Linked DNA regions of Podarcis muralis: region 1 is linked to region 2. The links are chromatin contacts, called in public Hi-C maps. All regions are on one chromosome and are shown on one strand. Each heading gives the region's core, a stretch centred on a gene start, on an enhancer-like site or on the middle of the called end of the contact. The rest is flanking DNA. Distances are from core to core; before and after follow the strand shown. Region 1 holds the start of NUP54 (nucleoporin 54). Region 2 holds the start of UTP3 (UTP3 small subunit processome component).

Region 1 (6,797 bases), core at 3,742-6,241, 190 kb before region 2:
CTCCCTGAGTGTAAAAAGGCACAAGATCATATTGTGAGGTCTGGAAGAGGAAAGGGCTGCGTCGCCTAATGGGGAGTTTAAGGCACCTGAATCAGAAGCCTGTGGAAAAAGAGCTGCAATGTTGTCTTGCACAGGTGTGCATACTGGAGAAGAAGGGAAGAGTTGGATTGCAAGCTACCTTCGCTGGAGAGAAGGTAGCTCCAACCACTAGGTCAAACCAACCTATGTTACTTAATGACCAGCTGAGCCTCTTCTGAGAGGCCCAGCTCATTCTTAGATAGGTATAGCAAGCAACATAACCTACAAGTGTTCTGTACACTTTTTCTTCCTAATGTAATCTGCATTGTTTCTGGCATTAACTAAAATCTCATTCTGCCTGCTGACCAAATGCCCCATTATTATTATATTTAAAGATCTCTTATTGATTCTTCAAAGTAACATGGTATAACTATCTCCCCCATCCAAACGCCCCATTATTGAGTTGATTGCATTTCCCCCTCCCATTGGAAAAGCCATTATTACCTGAAGCTGCAGTAAGAAAGCAGTTTTCCCATCTATTTTTGGAGTGGTTGTCAAGACACACAACTTTTTGTCATTCATAGTGTTCACTAAGAACAGTTATTTGTTTATTTTGGTTGTGCTGGTGCAGGAACCATAGAATATGTTGCTGGAATTCCTTTTCTGGAGCAGCCGAAAGACCCATCTGGTCCACTGTTCCATTTGCAGCGGTGGTTTCACCAGTGGCCTTCCAGATGTTGTCCAACTCCTGATTTCATTAAAGACCTCAAGTCTATGTAGGAGAAAGAGATGATTCTCCCATTATTAGAACCTGAGAGACATCTCATGGAGGGAAGCTGCCCCGTGGTTGGCCAATGGAGGCTGCAGGCATTGCAGATTGATGTGCATCCTTAATTGTTTCCTTGGAAGCTTGTGCAAATTATTTCCCGCGGTACATTTACAAAATTATAGCATGAACATTTACACTTCCAGCAGTTGGCAAACAGCATTGCTTAAAATAACTGGAAGGCAGCAGAGAAGCTGTTTATATATATTTCTGAGGGTACAAAGGAGCAAAAGATAACTTAGAACCATGAATAGTATTAGTATTGTATTATTTCTGATAGATGCGCCTCTACAGCTAGGTCATTGGCTCAGATCACCTTTCAGTGTTCATTTATACCTTAAAAGGAATTCCAAGTTCTTGAAATTGCCCTTTTGATGCTGCCTCTCAGTCTTAGTATTATGGGGTTGAGTAGTGTTTAGGCCCTCCTAACAGTGCAAAGCATCCTAGGCTGCTTAAGTTATGTGGGAGTTGGGAAAGATGGCACTCCAGGTTTTGCTCAAAGTGATCCCAGATTATTAGCCATGCTGTCTGGGACTGATGGGAGTTGGAGTCCAACAACTTCTGCAAGGCCACAGTCTCTCCTCCCTTGTTTATAGTGTCTGGTCAAGGCAGGGAGATTGTGCACAGTACTATCACGAGTGGCTAAAGCGAGGGCTGTGCAATGTTTATAAAATACTGAGCAGCCCTCAGAAAAGGTTGCCTGTCCTGTGTCTCAAATTTAGACAGAACCATGTGTACAACAGGATGGGCCAGCTGCTTGCTGTGAACGACTGAGTGAGTACAAAGTTAGTGAAAGAGCAAAACTGAAAGTTCCAGGATCCTTTGCTATTTTGGTTTGAGGGGTGGCGATGGTGACATTTGTGGGCACTTTTATTTTTCTAGTTGTAGTGGAGACTGTTTGCTTCCCTGTTAAATAGTTCTGCTGCAAGAAATGTCCAACAGTCTCCTGAAGCTGTGGACAAGGAAGCTTGTCATCTTCCGACAGAGGAGCTCCTAGGGGACTTTGGGATTTCCTGGAGCATAAATTCTCTTGTGGGCTGCGCTGACATAACTGATGGTTTGCAAGGGCTTATTTAAATTGCTCGGAGAGCTTCAGGTACAGAATATTTATAAGACTGGTGTAAGCCAGGAAGGCTGCATTGGGCCCATATATGATGTGGACCTCAGCTTGAGAGAGTTTTCCCGAGGCCACAACAATAGTTGATGACCAGTTTATCTTAACCATGGCACTGTAGAAGCAGTAAAAGAGCCTACTATCAAATCTCTCTTCAATAATACTTCTCCATATTTAAAACATGTTTAGTGGTGCAGCCAGAAAATCTATAGGGACATGTCACAGTTGACAGCTTTTTAATGCAAAAAAAGAGAAATCTAGTATCGGGAGACAAACTATGGAAAAGATTCAGCTCTTATTTGGGGCCATTCTTTGTAGGTCACTCATGGTAGTTTCTCCAAAGCAAAAATAATGCCCTTTTTTGGTGGGGGGTATCTAACACTGACTCTTTACACTCAGCCCTGTTAGTAATGAACGAAGTGGACTGTTGTCATGTCAATCAACTGTTGTCATGTTAATGTGGAATATCACATTAAATGGCTTTTTTGTTTCATTGCCTTTTCTCCTTATTCTTGTAACTTGCATTTCTGAATATTTTTCTCCTAAGAACATCTGTTTAGTTAGTGAATCTCCCTCTATGTAAAAAAAAAATCCCAACCAGGCCTGTTCTAGTTCTGCTGCTTCTGAGAAAAGACAGTAGGGAATCCTGTCCATTTATACGCTTGGCCAGGTGAGCAGATACATTCTTACCTGCCAGTTGTCCAGGTGACAAATGCTAAGAGGAGCCCTGCTGGACCAGGAATGAATACAGCCACACTCTGCCCATGGGTGTTTCCCACAACTGGGATTCAGAGACATGCTGCCTCTGACAGTGGAGGATATCTAGTAGTTACTGATGATAGCCTTATCCTCCATGAATTTGACTAATTCTCTCTTAAAATTATCAAAATGGATCGCCATTGTTGCCTCTTGTAGGAGCAAATGCCATAGTTTAACAGCTATGCACCAGAGGCGAATTTAGGACAGCAACGACCATTTCCATCGCTCTGGGCATAGAGCCTAGGAGTGTTGTAAGGTATCGCAATGAAGATGTACTCCACTAAGCAGGACGGAAGGCAGGGGCACTGAATTTTGGCCTCCGGCTCGGCGCCATTGAAATTGGAAAGACCAAAGTCTGCCCCTGTACGCACCGTGTGCTTTCTAGCTGTCCCAGAGTTCTGGGTAGTCATTTCTCATTAGTATGGCCTAAAACATACTTTCTGCAGTTTCCCTTGCCCCTGAAAAGGATCTTGGCATTACGGCTAGATTAAACACAAAAAAGCTAAAGCAAAAGACCACAAAATCACTGAAATCATAATGAGGTATAGCCACGCAGCAGCAGTAGAAAATACATTTTCAATACTTAGTGCACCTCACCCCTCCTGGACAAAGAGACATGTGTGTTTACCTGCCAATGAAAGGAAAACAATTCTGGCAAGATGTACCTGAGAGGGGGAAGTCAGTTGGAGGTGTGCAGCTGCTACAGACAAAGCCCTCCCAGTGATCCCTGCACCTCATTTGCAATATTCTCAAGAGTATCCTTTGCAAACCTTCCTGCCAAGCATGCACCGCATCAGATTCCAAGAGAACACAATTAAATTAAACATGATAAATGGGACTAACAGGTGACAAACGGGACCGGATGACACAGGACTAAACTGGCCGAGGCCTGAAACACACATCCTAAATCCCCTCACTGAGTCATAGGTTGCAGTTCCTTTCATCATCATCATCATTTTTAATTTGTATACAGCGGTACCTCAGGTTACATATGCTTCAGGTTACATACGCTTCAGGTTACAGACTCCACTAACCCAGAAATAGTGCTTCAGGTTAAGAACTTTGCTTCAGGATGAGAACAGAAATTGTGCTCTGGCAGAGCGGCGGCAGCAGGAGGCCCCATTAGCTAAAGTGGTCTTCAGGTTAAGAACAGTTTCAGGTTAAGTACGGACCTCCGGAACAAATTAAGTACTTAACCCGAGGTACCACTGTACCGTCTTTCTATCTTACAATACTCAAGGCAGTTTACAAGCTGAAGAAATAAAAAATGTACATCTTATAACAATCTAATGCAATACAAAAAGGTGATAATAAAACATAACTTTAAAATAGGCAGCCTACATCAAAAAGTAACATTCAACAATCATTAGAATAGTATTAAATAATAATAACATATGAAAGTTAAAGAGAAATCCACTCAGCAGTTACAATAAATAATTTCTAAACTATAATCAATAAAACAACGGCAAGCCACAGTACATAGAATAATACAATACAAATTGAGAAGCAGAGACTACAGGGTGGGGCAAGGCAGGTGGAAGAAGGCCTTGTCTGATGGAGTCTCTCCCCTCACAGGTCTTCCTTCAGGATTAGATCCCTTATGAGGACTCCTAGGGTCGGAGTCGGAATAGGGTTTGAACCTATTGCACACCATAACCCGCATCATTAGGTGTGAGGATCACCAAAGCAGGTTGCCATATTTCAAAAAATGGAAAACTTGTTGAGGTTTCTTTTTGGGGGGGACGTTGTTGGAAATTCCCCCCCCCCCCCAAAAAAAAAATCTACACTTCCGACATGGGTTGCCCTACGCCCGACTTTCCCCATCAGGATCCCATCGGGCACTTCCCCTCCAGTCCACAAGGCGGAGCCTCTACCTTTCCGCAGCCCTCTCCCCAATTGGTGGCACTTCAGGGGCCGGTCTAGGAATCCGCGACGGCATCTTACGTCGTTGTCGTCACCACAGCGCCTCGTTGCCGGGGCAACAAACCAGCTCGAGCGGCGCTCTCCGGGCGGAGGCGGAACCTTTTTTTCTCCACAGACGCAGAAATATAGAGTGACGCGCCACGGCGATTTCAAACCGGGACCCCCGGTGCCTGGTTTCAGCTAGTTCCCCGCTCTAATTTTTCGACGCGAAATGCATAAAGGGGATTCGAAGTTAAGGGAGGCCGAAGGGCAGAGCGGCGGGTCCTTAGAAAACCGCGGCCGGCGCTAATATTGGGTTCCACTCTACACTTTTCCTATCTCTATGGCCTGGTCGAGGCCTCCCGCGTCGGGGTTGCAGTTTCCACCCGGACGACGGCGCTGAGCGGACCTTCCCAGGGTCAGTAGGTGCTGCCGCCGCCGCCGCCCGGGTTCCCTCATGGCTTTCAACTTCGGGCCAGCCGCCGGCGCTGCGGCCGCCCCAAACCCTGCGGGTGAGTGCGGGGAAGTGGCGGGGGGGGCGTGGCCCTGGTCGCCCTGGCAACCGGGGGGGCGGGGAAGGGCAGCACCTGTTGAATCCCTGGCTTCCTATCGCGGAGCAGCAGCAGCTTCGGAGGCGCAGGGCGATATCAAGAGAGGAGGGGGTGGGGATGGGAGGGAGTCAGATTTATTTGTTCCAGCCGTAGGTCAGGACAAGCACGACAACACGCGCAAATGAACGCGAGCGCAAGGAGGACGTGAAGAAGCAGGGCACAAAATGATGAGGCGCCTTAAGGTTGCCTGAATGTCCGCTTGTCGCAGGGTTTTAGAACAGGAAGGGACCCGCGAGGGGCTTCGAGTCCAAACCCCTGCAGTGCAAGTGTGTGTGTGTGTGTGTGTAGAGAACCACCACCGCCACCCCACACAAAAGAGGCACTTAATAATAATAATAATAATAATAATAATAATAATAATAATATCACAGGGTCCGTATAAAAATGTAGCTATATATATCCCAAAGGAGGACCCCCCCACACACAGAGAAAAGAGGCACTTATTATTATTATTCATTAATATCACAGGGTCCGTATAAAAATGTAGCTATATATATATCCCAAAGGAGGACCCCCACACACAGAGAGAAAAGAGGCATTTATTATTATTATTAATATTAATATCACAGGGTTGGTATAAAAATGTAGCTATATATATCCCAAAGGAGGACACCCCCCCACACACAGAAGAGACACATTATTATTATTATTCATTAATATCACAGGGTTGGTATAAAAATGTAGCTATATATATCCCAAAGGAGGACACCCCCCCACACACAGAGAGAAAAGAGGCACTTATTATTCATTATAATCACATTCATTAATATCGCACGGTCTATGTATAAATGTAACTATATATATCCCAAAGGAGCACACACACCCCCACACACAAAAGAGGCACTTATTATTATTATTCATTAATGTCACAGGGTGGTTGTAGAGAAAGGCCAAGGGGCTGCAAAGTGTGGCTCTCTCACTGCCACGCTTCTAGAAGTTCCCATCCATTAGCAAAACTAGGTCTCTGGCTGCTGCCCGTCCTATGTTGCAGAGCCCCACAAATAAACATAATTAGTGCTAATTCCTCCAAAATATATAGGATTGTACAGTCCTGTGGCTTGGCTTTTGAAAAACAGGAGGTCCACAGTACTTAGCAAATTGAAAACCGCTGTGCTAGCCTCTTGTTGTCTGCCTGGTACTGTAAAGAGTCTAGTATATGACTGGCAGGCTGCATTTGACTTGGGAATTCACAAATTGCATGTTGATATGGACTGTTGTGATAATGTACGTGAAGCACTTTGAACAAAAATCCATGTCTAAATGCAAAGTATTCATATTAAACAGCATGGGGAGAGTGTAATTCTAATACAGAGGTTTGGGGAAGGGAACCACTATCAAGTTTGTTAACAGTGCTTTACTTGGTCATTCATATCTACAAAATGTTAAGCCTAAGTGTACTGCTCAGCTCATTACTTCTAAACCCTTCAAAACGTAGACCATTCAACACACCCTGCTCTCATACTGAGGAGGAATTTTTATTTGCATGTTTTTGGTGCAGAACTAATATTTGGCAGTGAAAACTTCATTTGTCCTATAACAGCAGAGAAACGCTCTTGTACTTTTTCTT
Region 2 (6,379 bases), core at 686-3,185:
ATCTGTTAGGGGAAAGCCTTCTTGCATCAAGCAGGTTAGACTAAACCAGTGGTTCCCAATTAGCTAAGAACTGCAGACCTTTTTTTCAAAAGTGAAGCCATGGACTTGCTACTTTTGAAAAACTTGATATCTCTATGGTAGTTTTTGTTATGTGAATGGTGCCACGGACTCTGCACCAATTCTTGCCTATTAACACCCTCCTATGTCATTTGGGGCTGTGGTGTTTACTCAGTTAACCAGTGATCAAAAGCCTTTTAATGGCCTAAAAACGTGCTTGCAAAACTCATGGAAGTGTTTATTGAACTTACAAGAACTGTAGGTGGAAGGTGTCCTCTCAGAAAAAGCACCCTGTCTTCTACATTAATTACTAAGGCAGTCCCTGCTGTCGCAGGTACATGAATTATCTAGAAACGAAAAAAGAATTTTCATTTCCATACAAGCCAATTGTTTTTATTAATATGCAAATTAGTTTGGATTTAATATATTACCAGCAGCACAAGCCTATGTAGGCCTACTCGGAAGTATATTCCATGTATAGACTTGTATAGGGTTGCAGACTTTGCTTAAACTGGTCTATTTATCGATTCTGTTAATCCATTGGCAGTCCTGAAGATGTAAAAATGTCAAGACTTGCCTTTCTGGATTAATCAAAGACCCATGAAGCCCAGGATTTTGTTTCTGATGGCAACTAGCAGATTATTCTGGGGAAATTCGCATGTGGCGGTCCATCTTTTGATATTCCAATGTACGCTTCAGTAACTGAAGGCCAGCATCCACTGTTCAGTAACAGTGGCCAGCATCCATCAATTAACCTACCTTCTATGGCAGGAGCTGCTAATGTGTGGTACCCTCCAGATGTTGTTGGACTCAAACTCCCATAATCCCTGACCATTAGCCATTCCGGCTGAGGCTGATGGGAAATGGGAGTCCAACATCTAGAAGGCATCATGTTAGCTGCTTCCACCCTAACATATATTTTATCCTTTAGAAAAGCTAAAAGTCGGCATCTGTCTCCATCTTGTGGCAACGAAATGATCTCACAACGTGAGCAGCAACACCATTGCTTGTTCTGAATCAGGTTTCATCTAGACTAGAGAACCCAGGTCCTAGCAGTGTGAGCAGGGAGAGAACAACAACATTGTCATTTCACACTTTCCACCACTCCTTCGGTTGCTAAAGCAGGGTGTCTGTGTGAGAAGCCTCAGGGAAAAAATCCAGGAGGTCTGTTCTTTCTTTCTTTAAGGGAAGGGCCACCATAGCTCAGCGGCTGCCTTGCAAGCAGACAACACCAGATTTAGGGTGGTGTGGAGCAGACAGGGAGCACAATACTTATATTTATACGGGTACCTAGAAGACCCATTTAAAAAGCAGCTGTACCAAAATGAAATATTGTGGAAAGTAAATATTTAGGGGGAAGGGGCGCCCAATCTTGGTCTTGTTCAGGGAGCCATATTACCAAACCCCACCCCTGATGTAGCTGATTCCCAGGTTCGGTCCCTGCAGGGTGAGTTGCGAGGCTGCTGCCTAGAAAGCCGCTGCCAGTCAGTGTAGACAACACTAACCCAGATGGACCAAAAGTCTGACTCAGCATAAAGCAGATTCCTAAGGAGAAATAAATAGACATCTATCTGTCTATCGAGCTGAGTGAACAGTGCATTGCTATTAACTGGGATCGATTAATATGTATCTTGGACCTGTGTGGATGCTCGTTCTATTAAATGGAAGCAGCGGAAGAGGCTGAGATACACCCGCTTAGCACTCCATTACGCCGCACGCTTTACGTCGGCCACGTGTCCCCCTGCGGTTCTCGCATGCGCACTTCATCGGCCGAACGCCCCGCCTCGCCTCCGGCGCGCACCCTCCCCATCACCTCTCTATGCTTCTTACCGAAACCAGAGCGTCCACAAGTGAGGCGGAAGGTATAAAGCAGGGCGCATCAACCGACCGGAAGTAGAATTTACTCGCTTACTCCAGGCAGGAAGTAAAGCACCTCGAAAGGAAGGTCGCTGTACAGTTTGGGATATACTGGAGACGCATAGATTAAGGACGGCAAGCGTCAGACTTACGGCCGCCGGTTATTTCCTGAACAAGGAAATGACAATTGGGAATTAGTTAGGTGGAGGCGGGGGCTTACCCGTTTCTTGTGAGCCGGAAGTGAAAGCCTGTTTCCAGGGTCACCGACCTTCGACCCGGAAGTAGTGTTGTGCGTTGGCGGCCGCACAGCAGCAATACTGCACGCTTGTTTGCCGACTGCCGATCCGTCCTCACTGCCGGCAACATGGGGAAGCCACGGCGGAGAATAGCCCCGGGCCTGAGGGCCTCGCAGCCGCGGGAGGAAAAGATGGAGGAGCCGGAGCCGGGAGCCCCGATCTTCACGGAGGAGGCAGACGATTTCCACCAGCGGCGTCTGGAGGAGGCAGTGCTGGCGGCGCTGGGCAGCGAGGAGGAGGAGGAGGAGGAAGATGGCGAGGAGGAGGTCTTGGGACTAGAGCTCTCTGAGGAGAGTGAGACGGAGGAGGATGGAGAAGATGAGGGCGCGGACGACGACGAGGATGGAGGCGAAGGCGAGCCCCTGGATATGGACAGCGACCTGGAGGAGCAGCGGGGCGGCAGCGGAGACCTCGGCCTCCCCCATGAGTTCGCCTGGGGCCAGCGGAAACAGCTCTATTACGGCACCGACTACGGCAAGGCTGCGGCTCGCTCCAAAGCAGCCAAGCAGAGCCAGGAGGAAGCCGAAGCCGAGGAGCTGGAGGAAGAGGAGGAGGCCCAAGCCATTCAGAAAAGGCTGGTGCAGAATCTGGGGGAGGATGATTACGGCCTGGACCTGATAGAGGCCTACGCTGCGGCAGCCCAGGAGCCAGGTCGAAAAGAGTCCGGGTCGAAAATTGCCAAGGACTTGCAGTCTCTCTCTAAAAAAGAGAAGTTGAAGCTGTTGAAAAAGGAATCCCCGGAGTTGCTGGAGCTGATTCAGGACTTTGAAGCCAAGTTAACTGAGCTCAGAGATGAACTGGAGCCGCTCATGCAAATGGTAAAAGATGGGGTCATCCCAGAGGGAAAGGGCAGCCAGTATTTACAGACCAAATACCATCTCTATTTGAACTATTGCTGCAACATTAGTTTTTACTTGGTGCTGAAAGCCAAAAGGATTCCAGTTCACGGTCACCCCGTCATTGAAAGACTTGTAAGTTACAGAAATTTAATAAATGATTTGGCGACTGTGGACCAAAAACTGTCACCGGAGATTCGCCTGCTCCTTAATGAATTCCATAGTAGTGATGCTGGTGATGTGGAAGGTAGGAAGAAGCTTATCGTGCCTGCTAGAAAGCCTGTTAATAAAATCAAACCTAAAGCTGTTGGTGAGCTTTCTAATGATAATGATCCTGAAGAACCTACAGATGATTCAGATTTGGATGAGGAGGCTGCCCTGAATTATTATAAGGAGATGGAAAAAAAGATAAAGCTTAAGAAAAAGAGGAAACGAGAAGAAACAGAATGTGTGGAAGACCTGATTATGGAAGAGGAAGCAGGAGATCAAAAGAGAGGCGCAACATACCAGATTGTCAAGAATAAAGGCCTCACACCCAGAAGGAAAAAGATTGATCGTAACCCAAGAGTCAAGCACCGTGAGAAATTCAGACGTGCCAAGATTCGTAGGAAGGGGCAGGTTCGTGAGGTCCGAAGAGAAGAACAAAGATACGGAGGCGAACTGTCTGGCATTCGTGCTGGAGTTAAGAAAAGTGTTAAGCTTAAGTGATTCTCTTTGTATAATTCTTTTTTTACTCGCTGAAGGCAGTGAATGTGAGCTCAATAAATGTTCATTTTTGGGGTAAATAAAGGCAATATGTATTTATTTTAACATGGAGAAAGCAGCATTGTTCATAGTATGCAAAGTTCAGGGCAACTGCCTTTCCCAGTTGTTTCATTTGTCCAGCAGCTCATCTTTGTGGTCATCCGCAGTAACCAGGCACTGTGTTTAAATGTAAATCCCAATCACTGCATTGAGAACATAGCAGGTCAACAATCCTCTCACCTTCCACCACTTTTTGACCTGCTGGGTTGCATTTCTGTGCACTTTTGACTTTCAGTAACTGCATTGAGCTCAATGGGAATTCTTAGTTAATATGCCCAGGATTGAGTTCCAGATACTTTGGCCTGACCCAATAAGGCTCTCCTTAGTTCTTAAGGGACCCAAGGAATATTTAATCTGCATTAAGCTATCTTGAGCATACACTTAGGGCTAGGCTGATCAGATCCAATGCGAAAGTGGAGACGGTCTTGTATGTTGTGAATGATAAGAGCTTTGGCAGGTAAAGCTTCTAATGCATAAGTTTAATTTGCTTCATTCAGATTCACAAAAACTTTCTATATACTTTATATACCTTCTAAGTTACCTGTGTGCTCTACATTAATACAGTATACATATTTGAAGCCACAGTTTAGCATATGGTGCATTGGTAGCTGGGTTGAGTGAAACCAAAACCAATCACTTTTTGATTTTAAAATGTTAGCAGGTATGTTTAACATAATGACTAGAAACCATTCAGAAATGAACTGTGAGGGGATGCCTATTAGTAGTTAATTTTTTAAAAGGGATATTAACCCTGAAGCATAGAGGCACATGCTGTGATGAGTTGTTTTTAGTGGTGGGCACCAACATTGTAATTAACATTGTAATTAAAATTGTGAGGGGTTTAAGGCTACAGAAAATAGTGATTGGAAGTTATTTTACAGAAAAGTAACTTCCGTTGCAGGTGGGGAGAGGTCAGTCTTTTTGTAGAGCAAGCCATGATTTTGAGATGTGGTTTTAAGGACTGACAAGTGGGACAAACTCTTGCAATGTAGAGGACTTTTTTGCTGCAATGCTTTGTGATATTCCATCTACCTTCATCTCTACATCCTGTACCCACAAACAGCACAGTGGTCAGTAATCATGGTTGGTCCTCAGTAGGCTGTTTTTGCACACCTCTTTAGTCCCCCTCCCCCAAATATTATTGCACTTTTGAAAATCTTAGCATTCCCCCAAGCCTATTGAATGGTGTCTTTGGTTTGATACTCATGCTAGGGCATCAGAAATAAGAGTGAACCATGGTGTTTATTTGAAAAGTTTGTAAATTCTCTGTAATGTTTGAGAGATCACTTTGTAAAGGGGATAAAGTGGTGAAATGGAAGATTAGGGCAAGCTTTTTAAACGGGCTGCAGTTTGAGTTTTTATCTTCTACAGGGAAAGTGCCCCTGTGCAGAAATTAGCAAACAGACCATGTCTAGATCATTTGAGGTAAGCAAATATAGACATATTCTTCTGTGTGCATTTACGAGGAGAGGCCATGCTTCACGATGGCTTCTCAATATGCTTGCAGTAAAAGCCAAGCAAGTGTGTTTGATTAAGGAACCATAGGTTTGTATTTCTGCCTAGCCATAAATGGGTGGGGGGGGCAGTCAAGGGGTAGAGTGGGGAAAGGGAACAATACTTTTGGTAGTAATGGCTGGTTAAGAGTTTCAAGCGGGAACCTTTCTGAGCGCTGCCTGGAAATGCCAAGGATTGAACCTCACAGAGCGATCTTGGGCCAGTCAACTCTCTCAGCCTAACCTACCTATCAGGGTTGTTGTGAGGATAAAATGAGGAAGAAAACCATGTACTGTGCCGCCTTGAGATCCTTGGAGGAAAGGTGGGATATAGAAGAAATAAATATTAATAAACCCGAGACCTTCTGCAGGCAAAGCGTGGCATCTACTACTTACCAACTCAAATGCAGTATTTTTAAGAGAGCAGAGAGAAATCAAGTTAATGTGTTACCCAGCCCTTACTAGGCATACAAAAGCAAATTAAATCCGCAAGGTGTGACATCTTCTGTACATGCTCAGGTGGTACAAATTTCCTTTCTAATTGCATCTGGTATGAAAAAAGGCTCAGCCAGAATATAAACTCAAATAGTGCATTTTCCTCAAGGGTTTTAAGCCCTAAATGGTAACGGTAACATGTCAATTACTTTTTTTGTGTGGCAGGGAAATGGGTGAGGGGATATAGTTCATTTTAGTTTAAGGAACTGACAACTGTGGTGGATTCGGAGTGGGAACTGCTTTCAAGTGTCCATTTCCTGGCAGATAGGAGTCAAGAATGAAGCCCACAGTGAACTTTAAGAAGGAATGGGAGAACTTTATACAGTGGTACCTCAGGTATCTCGTGCTCTGGTCCATGGGGTCACGAAGAGTCGGACATGACTAAACGACTAAACAACAACAAACCTCAGGTTAAGTACTTAATTCGTTCCGGAGGTCCGTTCTTAACCTGAAACTGTTCTTAACCTGAAGCACCACTTTAGCTAATGGGGCCTCCTGCTGCTGCTGTACCGCCGGAGCACGATTTCTGTTCGCATCCTGA

What was found. Hi-C and Micro-C count contacts between places; a contact is called where the count stands out from the background.
Region 1: a contact with region 2 is called in a Hi-C map of blood, with 8 times the contacts expected there. The contact joins the promoter of NUP54 here to the promoter of UTP3 in region 2. A contact is called at or near these places in 2 of 3 Hi-C or Micro-C datasets (blood and tail).

What each region holds. Positions count from the first base shown.
Region 1 is chr9:10,369,720-10,376,516 of rPodMur119.hap1.1, reverse strand. It overlaps NUP54 (nucleoporin 54), which reads left to right and starts at 4,991. Exons shown (of 12, transcript XM_077933747.1): 1 at 4,991-5,131. The coding sequence starts at 5,077. It overlaps SCARB2 (scavenger receptor class B member 2), which reads left to right. Exons shown (of 13, transcript XM_028743948.2): 13 at 1-2,451.
Region 2 is chr9:10,175,157-10,181,535 of rPodMur119.hap1.1, reverse strand. It overlaps UTP3 (UTP3 small subunit processome component), which reads left to right and starts at 1,935. Exons shown (of 1, transcript XM_028743955.2): 1 at 1,935-5,168. The coding sequence starts at 2,279. The coding sequence ends at 3,754. LOC144328834 (a long non-coding RNA gene) reads right to left here and starts at 1,842. Exons shown (of 3, transcript XR_013394121.1): 1 at 1,695-1,842; 2 at 309-404.